Linked DNA regions of Mus musculus: region 1 is linked to region 2. A link is a contact called in public Hi-C data. All regions are on one chromosome and are shown on one strand. The core of a region is the stretch at or near the end of the contact, and the rest is flanking DNA. Distances in the headings are between cores, read along the strand shown. Region 1 overlaps Dpysl5 (dihydropyrimidinase-like 5). Region 2 holds the start of Slc35f6 (solute carrier family 35, member F6).

Region 1 (4,769 bases), core at 1,541-4,040, 150 kb before region 2:
GTCTTTCCTTACTGTTCTCCCTTCCCTATGTTTTGGAACGGTGATGTATATCCTGTGATGATTTGTTGGAAGTATGTATTTTTTTTAAAAAATTTTTCATATTCTAGGGGATTACAGTTCGGAGATTGCATGAATCTCAGAAAAGACTTAATTTTTAATGATTGTTGAGACTATAATAGTCTATGAGGACTTTTGAAGTTGCACTAAATGCATTTTGCATTATATTATGGCTATAAGCTTATTGGGGCCAGGAAGTGGAAAGTGATGGTTTGAATAGGTTTGGACCCCATATAGGCTCTTGTGTTTGAATGCTTGGCCAAGGGAGTGGCACTATGGGGAGGGGTGGCCTTGGTAGAAGTGAGGAGGCACTGCTTTGAGGTTTTAAATGATCCAGCTAAACTCAGTGTGAAACACATCCTTCTTGCATGCAGAGTAAGATGTAGAACTTGGGCTGGAGAGATGGCTCAGAGGTTGAGAGCACTGACTACTCTTCTAGATGTGCTGAGTTCAATTCCCAGCAACCACATGGTGGCTCGAAACCATCTTTGATGAGATCTGGTGCTCTCTTCTGGCATGAAGGCATATATGCAGGCAGAACACTGTAGGTAATAAATACTGAAAAAGTTCTCAGCTCCTTGTCCAGCACCACGTCTGCCTGCACACTGCCACTACCCTCCATGACAATGGACTAAACCTCTGAAGCTGTAAACTGCCCTGAATTAAATGTCTGCCTTTACAGAGTTTCCTCTGAGTTTTCCTATTTCAGAGAACATGCCAACTGTCCCAAGGAATCTGTCTTAGATTTTTCTTTTCCACCATCAGAAATCCTGGTCTTTCGGGAGAGGGATGACCCTTATCACAAATGTTTATTTTTATACTTTTTACTTTTGTATCTCCTGACCTTGTCCAGATCTCCCAGTGAGCTACCACTGGATCAGAGTGATGGACCAAAGCTGTTCTCCTAGCAACGGAAGCGACACATAACCGCTGCAGAGAAGACTTTCTGTCAGGCTGCCTCTTCTTGAAAAAACACAACAGAGGCCGAGTGAGAAGTAGCTACAGTTTAATTCAAACCTGCACCAGAACACAACGTGTTGGGCTGTTTTGTTTTGCCTCAGACGGTGGCCAAAGCATAGGGCCATGTGTCGTCTTGGGATCAATACAACCTTAGCACCATGACATTTACAGAGTGAGGAAGTCACTTGGGTGCTGGGGTGCTGACAGCTCCTTTCTGACCCCAGGCTGTGCCTGCCACCTCAACAGCTGGTGGGGGTTTGGCTTCCGTGTGGTTCTGTGGTTTTTGGGTCAATATAAGAGATGCCATTGTCACGGCAATGGCTTGACAAGCAACCTACTGTGGACTCCTAGCACTACACATACACACACGCACACACACACTGTAGCACAATTTTCTGGCAAGTTAACCCCACAAACCTAGAAAGCAGCTAAGGCAAGAACAACAGTGTTTATTCAGCAAGTACAAGACCAGTTTGAGAGCTGCATTCGGGGCAACCAGAGACCCCTTTCGCTCCAGCTGGCAGCCACCGGACCTGGGATGGGGTGGTGGGAGCTCTGCATGGGGCAGGGAGTGGACACAGGGGAGTGACGGGTTTGGTTGGCTCTAAGCCTCCCATCTAGAAGCTCCTGGGTGAGCACACAGGCTATGAAAGGGTGGGCTTGGGTCTGTGGAAGGGCGGGGTGGATGAAGTAGAAGGCCCACAGTGGCCCCTTGTACGCGCACTCTCCTACCACTTCAGGTGATGCACTTCTCAGGTGGAGGCGATTAGAGAGGGTAAAGCGCTCCTGGCCCACTCCAGGTGGCCTGCCTAGCTGGCCCTACCACCCCTTGGATCTTTGGCATCTGCCCAAGGCCCATGACCCAGCAAGGGCAGAAATAGACAAAGATGATGTATAGCTAGGTGTGGTAGCTTGTGTGTATAATTCCAGTACTTGGGGAAACGAAGGCAGGATTTCTGTAAGTTCAAGGCCAGGCTACCTAAGCAAGATTTTGTCTCAAGAAGAAGAAAAAGGGGAAAGAGGAGGAGGGGGAGGAGAAAAGAGAAGAGGAGGAGAAGGTAGGAGAAGGAGAGTAGGAGAGAAAGAGAGATAGACACCGTCAGCGTCACTGTTTATGATACCTGTGACCTCTAGGGTCATTACCTACTGTTCCCAGGGCTATCTCAGTCCTCTGGGTTATCTGTCTCTTCAGCTCCTAAGTGAGGACATTGGGTGCAACTAAAACCGCACGCAGGTTCCTAACACTTTTCTAGTCCAGGCTCGAACATGAGTCAGTTCATGACAAAGATAAAATCGGCTTGTGCAAAGCAAAGCAGAACACGCCCCCAGGAAGAAAGCACTCTGTCTGGTTAAACTCCTGGTGGGCCTGACATCAATCCACAACTGTTTCCCACAGCTAGGTTAGACTGCCGAGGCCATGAGAGCAGTCATGGACAGACATTTCTGGTGCCTAAACTCTTGGGGGCCTCAGTTTTTATCTGCAAGATGGGGGACAGTGGTAAGCCCCACCCCATCTCAGAAGCCCCTTGGAGTTTACCTGTCACTCAGTGAGAGCTGAGCTCTTTGATGGACCCAAAGCAGGACAAAAGCGTGCAGGGGTGACTGACAAGCTCTGTGGAGCCTCTGACAGGTTTGTGGAGCTCCAACAAAAGTGAGATCACTTGCCAAAGAGGGGCGGGGATGAGGCTTATCAAAGGCAGACAGCTGAGCCACTCTGCAGACTGTGTAGCCACCTACGAGAACCTCTAAGGAGCTTCTAAAACAGGGCGGGTCCGACCAGTCCTCAAGGAGAGCTTAGTGCCGAGGATTCCATAGCACCTGTGCAGTGGGGGTGGATGCTACAGCTAGGCCTTGTGGGTTGAAGCCCCTTCCCTGGCGGTTGCCTAGGCAACCTCCCCACCCCCCAGTCCCTCTTTCTCAGCCAGTATGAGGCCTCTTACTAGTCACCCAGGAGGAGTAGCTAGGCCTTGCCCAGCAGGGGCAAGTTATAGGAAGCTGTGTTGGGCTATGAGGGTGTGGATGTGGGGTTAGCGCTGGGGTAACCCGGAGCAGAGATGCGGCCTGAAGGTTTCCAGGGTCAGCATCCAGCATTGTTTGAATGTAGGGAAGTAGGAGGGGGTGGCAGGAGGTGTGGGATAGGGGAGGCACGGTACAGGAAGCAAAAGGACCCTGGGTTGGGAGGAAGGGGCCAGGGGTCCAGCCTGCCCCCGCCTCTGCCCTGTACTGTCTGGTTGGTGGTGAGTGCAGCATCTCCTACAAACCAAATCTATTCCAGATTCTATGCTATGCTAGTGACACAAAGCACCGTTATTTTCCACAGGGTGCACAAACAAGTCAAACCAAACCACTGCGCAAACCAAACGTGCAAAACAAAACCATTTACACGCGCCTGGCACCAGCCACATGCCCACCCAGCTACCCTTCCGGGGCCTGGGACTCCCAGAGGGCGTGGGTAGGGAATGAAAGAGGCTAGCAGAAAGCACAGGGTGTCCCAAGCACAGCCACACCCGGGGTGTCCTGACTGTACCCACAAGGGTACAGCTGGGATGAGTCAGGAGAGATGGGACACCTTGGGCATGGCTGTGGAGTTGACACCTGTCTGACTTGGGAAAATGTCACCATGGGGCCTAAGGGATGAAGGGGGAAGGCCCTTACTTATAAAACACATTTGCTAAAGTGCTCTGGACACCTGTGTGGGTGGGCAGCAGGGCAGAGCACTAAAGTCTGGGCCTTCCCAGAGCCAGCACAGGAGGTCATGGTGAGAGGAGGGTTTAGGGCCAGGTGCTATGCATTGGGTGCTGTGCATAGTGTGGGCTTCTGGGGCCCAGAGAAACCCCAGGGCCAAGGAAGGAAGGAGCAGGGCAGGAGGGACAGCTCAAAGTGCCTTGTTAGGGGTGGATCAAAGCCCCGTGAATCACGTTCAGACAAGGGGAGGGCTCCCTGGTTCCTAGAGCCCCCACCGGTGGAGCACTGCCCTGCCCAACCTCTCCCACCCACTGCAGCTCTGGCTGGAACATTTGCAGGCAGGTGGTGGTTTAGCATCCTCACTTGTTGAGGGTGGGGCTGGTCAGAGCCTTTACCAAATACCGCTCGACCTGCCTCCAGGGGGCGCAAGGATCCGAGCTGAGGCCCGCTTTGGAACGTGGTCATCGATCTGAGAACCTGCAGGAAGGAAGCAGGGAGGGTCGGTCAATCAGGCACTGGCTGCCTGGGTTAACAGGATCCTGACACCAGGGGCCCAGTGGCTGAGTTAAACCTTCTGCGAGTGTGTTCTTTCTTCTCTCCCTTAATGTGTATGTGGACCTTAATGTGTCCGCGGAGGCCAGAGAATGCTGTCCGCCTATTTTAAGACCTGGAGCTACGTATGTGCACGAGCCCAAGGAGGTGATGGATTCCTGGAGCTTCTGGATGGCAGGCAGTGAGTGCTGGGAAACTGGGAACTGAGCTCAGTCCTCTGGGTGGGCCGTACATGCTCTTAACTGCTGAGGCCTCTCTCCAGCCCATGCCTGGCTTTTTACACATGGTGTCTTGGGATTGAGCTCAGGTCCTTGGGTTTACAAGGCGAGCGCTTTACTGACTGAGCCATTACCCCAGTCCCGGGTGCCTCTATCCCAGTATCTGGATGAGAAAACCAGGGCTCGAGGACATTATATGATTTCCACGTTTTGCAATGAGAGGGCTTTGAAGAGCCTGAGTTTGAACCCAGGTTTTCTGACTCAGAGTCAATGTTACAGCCTCCTTACTCACTCACA
Region 2 (4,354 bases), core at 847-3,346:
GCTGCCCTGGCTGTACCTAGAGGAAACCACTGGCCAGCAATGCCAATACCATCCTGGTAAGGTGGTTGCTCCCACCAACGTTCTTCCTCCCAGAGTGTCTTTCTCACTGTTTACTCCAGAACAATGTTTACAGTCCAGCTCTGGGCCCCATCTCAGGACTTGGGGCTGAGGCTCCTGAGAGGCCACACAAAAGGTGATGGGCTAAGGACAGGATCAAAGGTTAAGACACTTCGGAGTCCTCCTGACTCTCCAGCAGCCTCAAAGGGTGGGGCTTCCTGGGACCGAGGCTTCCTTGGCTTCTTACCTAACCGGTTTGGAGGTTTTCAAAGGAAGGGCTGAGTCAGCATGGTTTATCTAAGCAGTAAATGACCATTTGGATTCTTCCTGGGGACAGCAGCCTGGACAGACATTAGCCACTCTCAACATTAGGAGCAGTCCTTGTTTAGTGTGAGAATCTCATTGAAAGACACCCAGAGAAAAGCCCAAGAACTGCATAGGTCCTATTCTGGGTTGCATAGATTGTGTCCTCCTTTAGGGGAAGGGAGGGGGCACATGTGCACACATGTGTCTCTTCCACAGGGACTTTCTCTCGGCCACTTCTTCTCTCTCACACTGCAGGTACCTTACAGTCACCCTGATGAGTGCCCATGTCTTTTCTGGGCACTTCACAGCGTTGACAGACTTTGTTGTTAGATCCAAGAATCCTGAGAAGTAAATATGAAATGGCTACACGAGGCTCACAGCCAGCTTCTCAATGCACAGAGGCCCAGGAAAGCCAGAGCACAAGCCTGGAGGCCTTTCACTGGGAGCCGCCACACCAACTTTCTTTCCTAGCCAGGCCCAGTAAGAAACTGAGGCTAGACTTGGAGAGGGGCATTGTTCGCTGCTGCCCACACGCACACTGGACAAAGGACAGATGATGCACACTGAGGATTTTGGATGCAAATAGATAAAGAAAGGCCTTGCCCTGAGGCAGAGGCAGAGGCAGAGGCAGATAAACTGACAAACAACTGTCAAGTTAAAGCTAGGCCTTTCTGCCAACAATGGAGGAGACCACATTAACTTTCTCAGCTTTGTGATGCCTGGGCCTTAGCTCCCAACCAGCTGAAGACCTTTACTCCCACACACCAGAGTGCAAGTACCCAGCTACCATTCTGGTTTCGGTTAAGGAGCCTTTTCTCCAGATAGACACTTTCTTTTGATCCTCTGGGTCAGTCAGCCTTGTGGCTTCATTTTGGTTTGTATCACCTGCCTCTCTTGATGGCACCTGCTAGGTGTTCTCACTGTAAGCAGAGCCAGAGTGGTTCCCAGCCTCACATAAACCTCTGCGTTTATCACACTGATTCTTTTTTCAGTTCTCCCACGTTCAACGACGTGGTGTGCCCTCTGATTATGGAGGGAAAAAGTCCAGCTGGGCATTTGATGCTGTGAACAAGCAACTTGGAGCTGGCCTTTCTCTTTCCTGCCTCCAAACCTCTGCCACCCACATAAGAGCCCCAACTAAGCATCAAGATGTTGTCTATTCCCTTTCTTTCCCCATGAATGACCCTATGGCCACCTCCTCCTGGCTTGCCCATCCCTTCAGCTCGGCCTCTCCAAGAGCACCGGTGCTTCCCAGGCAGGCCCCCAGCCTCCTGCTGGAAGTCTCTCAGTCTCTGACCGCAGCGCCAGAGCGCCGCCGGGAGAAACTGATCCAACCCTTCGGTTCAAAGATGAGGAACTGAGGCTCAGAGATAGAAGTGACCGCGAATCAAAGTGGCCTTCAAATGCCCGCTTTCTCCCGGCCTCTCACCCCTTCGTCCACACCAGCGCGACTGAACTCTCGGTAATGTGGAGGGCTGGTGGGGTTGGAGAGTAGCGGACGGGTGGGGGACAGGGCGCCGGGTGTCAGCACCCACCGGCCCAGCAGGTCCCTCCCGGTCTGACCCAGACTCACTTTGCCGAAAGCGTGTTGATGGAGCCGGTGACCAGCATAAGCCCGGCCAGGAACAACTGGTACTTAGTCCAGGCCATAGTGGTGGACACGAGAGACCACTTGAATCAGCAGCTCCAACCCGGGTCACCCGGGATGTGGAGTCTCCTACTCAAGAACTTCCGGGCCGGGAGTCACATGACCCCACTGGCCCACGCCCCACGCCCGCTAGCCCCGCCCCGGAGCTGCCACCGGTCTTTGGTAGGAGAGCTGGAGAAGCAGAGTGCAGGGTCCCGGGCCAAGGCTACCAGATTTTCTTTTCTTTTCCATTGCTCGGCTTCCTTTTCTTTTTGTAGTGCTAGTGTCTCATGCATGCTGAGCGAGCCCTGTACTTCTGCAGCGTACGCTCCCAGCCTCTTGGCCTCCCGGTTTGTAAAATGGGCGCTCGGGGTCATGTAGAGATGCTTAGGCAATCTTAGAGCATTTTATAAACAATTTTGAGAGGTTGAGACTGGCAGTTGGTAATAGTTACAGCGTGGGAATCTCTTTTCTCCAGGATCTCCAGAGAACTGGAGTCCTGAGAGAAATGTCCCTAGGGATCCCAGCCCGTTGAATTGCTCACATCTTTCAGTAAAGGGAGCATTTGAGTTGAGTTGTAGCTTCCAGTAGGGTGTTTAACAGCTAAAACACAAACTGGGTGTGCATTCCTAGCACTTGAAAAATGAAGGCCAGTTTCCACTATATAAGGAGTCTGAGGCCAGACTGAGTAACTAAGTAAACAAATAATTAAAATAAAATGAAAAATGAAACCACAGAAGCCAAGGATTAAGGTTATGCTTATGAGTAGCAGTGGTGTGTGTGTGTGTGTGTGTGTGTGTGTGTGTATGAGTGTATTATATATATGTGTGTGTTGGGGGTGTGGACTTGAAGATAAAACACCATGGCTTTTGTATAGTTCCTGCATTAAGCTTCCCCACGTACCCCTGAGGACCCCTATAAATATTGTTTAGAAGCATCCCTACAGAAAGACCAGACCTCGGTTTGTGTGTAGAGGACTTCTAGCATTTAATTAATTAGTTTTTGAGACAGGATCTTGTTATATAAGCCAGACTGTCTTCCAGCTCACTGTGTACTCCAAGATGGACTCCAGTTCATGACTGGCTGTCAGTTTGTTAAAAAATAAATTTATTTATTTGTGTGTTATTGGAGGGCACTTTCAAGGCATATGTGGTACATGTGGAGGTCAGGGAACAACCTAGGGGAGTGGGTTCTCAGCTGCCAGCTGCCTACCTTCCTGTTCCATGTGATTGGCAGCTCATGCCCTACCACAGGTAAAAACAAAAACCCCCAAACACGCTTGATGGCCATTTGACCCACCATACATAGTCCCTCTGTTTCTGAAGATCCTATTACTGCAGGTATGAAAAAAAGGGTGTTTTGACCACTTCTTCCTGGTTGCCTTGAACTTGTAAACATGTATAGTATACACTCAAGGGACTGTAACATCTGTTTTGGGAGATGAGGTAGAGAATGTATTATAAGTAGGGTCTTGAACAAAAATATAGGAGGCTATCGTACAGACAGGGAAACATCTTTCATGTAAGAAGGGTTATGTGTTGGATAGCTCTTGGACCTACAGAACATTCCAGAATTTTTCTTCACGAGAGTGTGCTCTTTTCAGTGAAACCAGGGATAAAAGATCCAAGAGGTGACTTCTGAGCTATGTGTCCCCCACAGTGCTTTTAGTTTTGTGTCATTTCAAAGGAAGTAGTAATTTATCCAAAACTGTTTCCTGAGACATTGGAGACTAGATGAAACACAACTGTGTCCTAAAGGGACACCATCTGCCAGGCCTCCCCACCCCTATTCCCCATGGGAGACAGTTCTTATCGACTACAGTAGGACTCTGGGCTATTTTCCCATAGGTTCAGGCCAAGGATACTTGCCTGACATAAACATTACTAATGACATTGGTGTCACTAGCCCGACATGATGTCACTAGCAGAGCAGTCTTTGTCTCTAGAGTCACATTAGAAAGTGAATTCTAATTTATTATATCATGCTGTAAGCACTCATCAAACAGCTGTCTCTGAAGTCTGGTACACAGGAGGATTTATTGGCAAAAAAGCACGTAGAGCCTACCACGTGTAAGGTCCAGAGTCAAGTACCCCTCCCAGAGTAACCAGACAAGAAGTTCAGGATGAGACACTGTTGCATATGCCAGAAAGATATTGCTGAAGGGATCCTGGTATAGCTGTCTCGTATGAGGCTATGCCAGAGCCGGGCAAATACAGAAGTGGATGCTCACAGTCATCTATAAGATGGAACACAGGTCCCCCAATGGAGAAGCTAGAGAAGGCAACCAAGGAGCTGAAGGGGTCTGCAACCCTATAGGTGGAACAACAATATGAACTAACCAGTACCTCCAGAACTCATATTTCT

Evidence for each region. Hi-C and Micro-C count contacts between places; a contact is called where the count stands out from the background.
Region 1: a contact with region 2 is called in a Hi-C map of cortical neurons, with 3 times the contacts expected there. The contact joins the enhancer-like site here to the promoter of Slc35f6 in region 2. A contact is called at or near these places in 1 of 39 promoter capture datasets (liver), 1 of 484 Hi-C or Micro-C datasets (cortical neurons), 1 of 115 datasets of contacts at active chromatin or transcription factors (pancreatic cancer cells) and 2 of 9 other capture datasets (adipose tissue and pancreatic islet).

Annotation. Positions count from the first base shown.
Region 1 is chr5:30,795,647-30,800,415 of GRCm38.p6, reverse strand. It overlaps Dpysl5 (dihydropyrimidinase-like 5), which reads right to left. Exons shown (of 13, transcript NM_001356948.1): 13 at 1,047-4,179. The coding sequence ends at 4,094. It overlaps Gm46907 (a long non-coding RNA gene), which reads left to right. Exons shown (of 2, transcript XR_001784836.2): 2 at 911-1,181. Among named protein-coding and RNA genes, the nearest start is that of Gm46907, 17 kb to the left of the region's middle. Within about 2 kb of position 2,790, at least 27 of the 459 cell types and tissues checked have an H3K27ac peak or open chromatin away from gene starts, as enhancers often do. A contact at or near this core is called in cortical neurons, where this site is marked.
Region 2 is chr5:30,645,681-30,650,034 of GRCm38.p6, reverse strand. Slc35f6 (solute carrier family 35, member F6) reads right to left here and starts at 2,096. Exons shown (of 6, transcript NM_175675.3): 1 at 1,937-2,096. The coding sequence starts at 2,013. Mir5625 (microRNA 5625) reads right to left here and starts at 2,099; the gene lies at 2,020-2,099.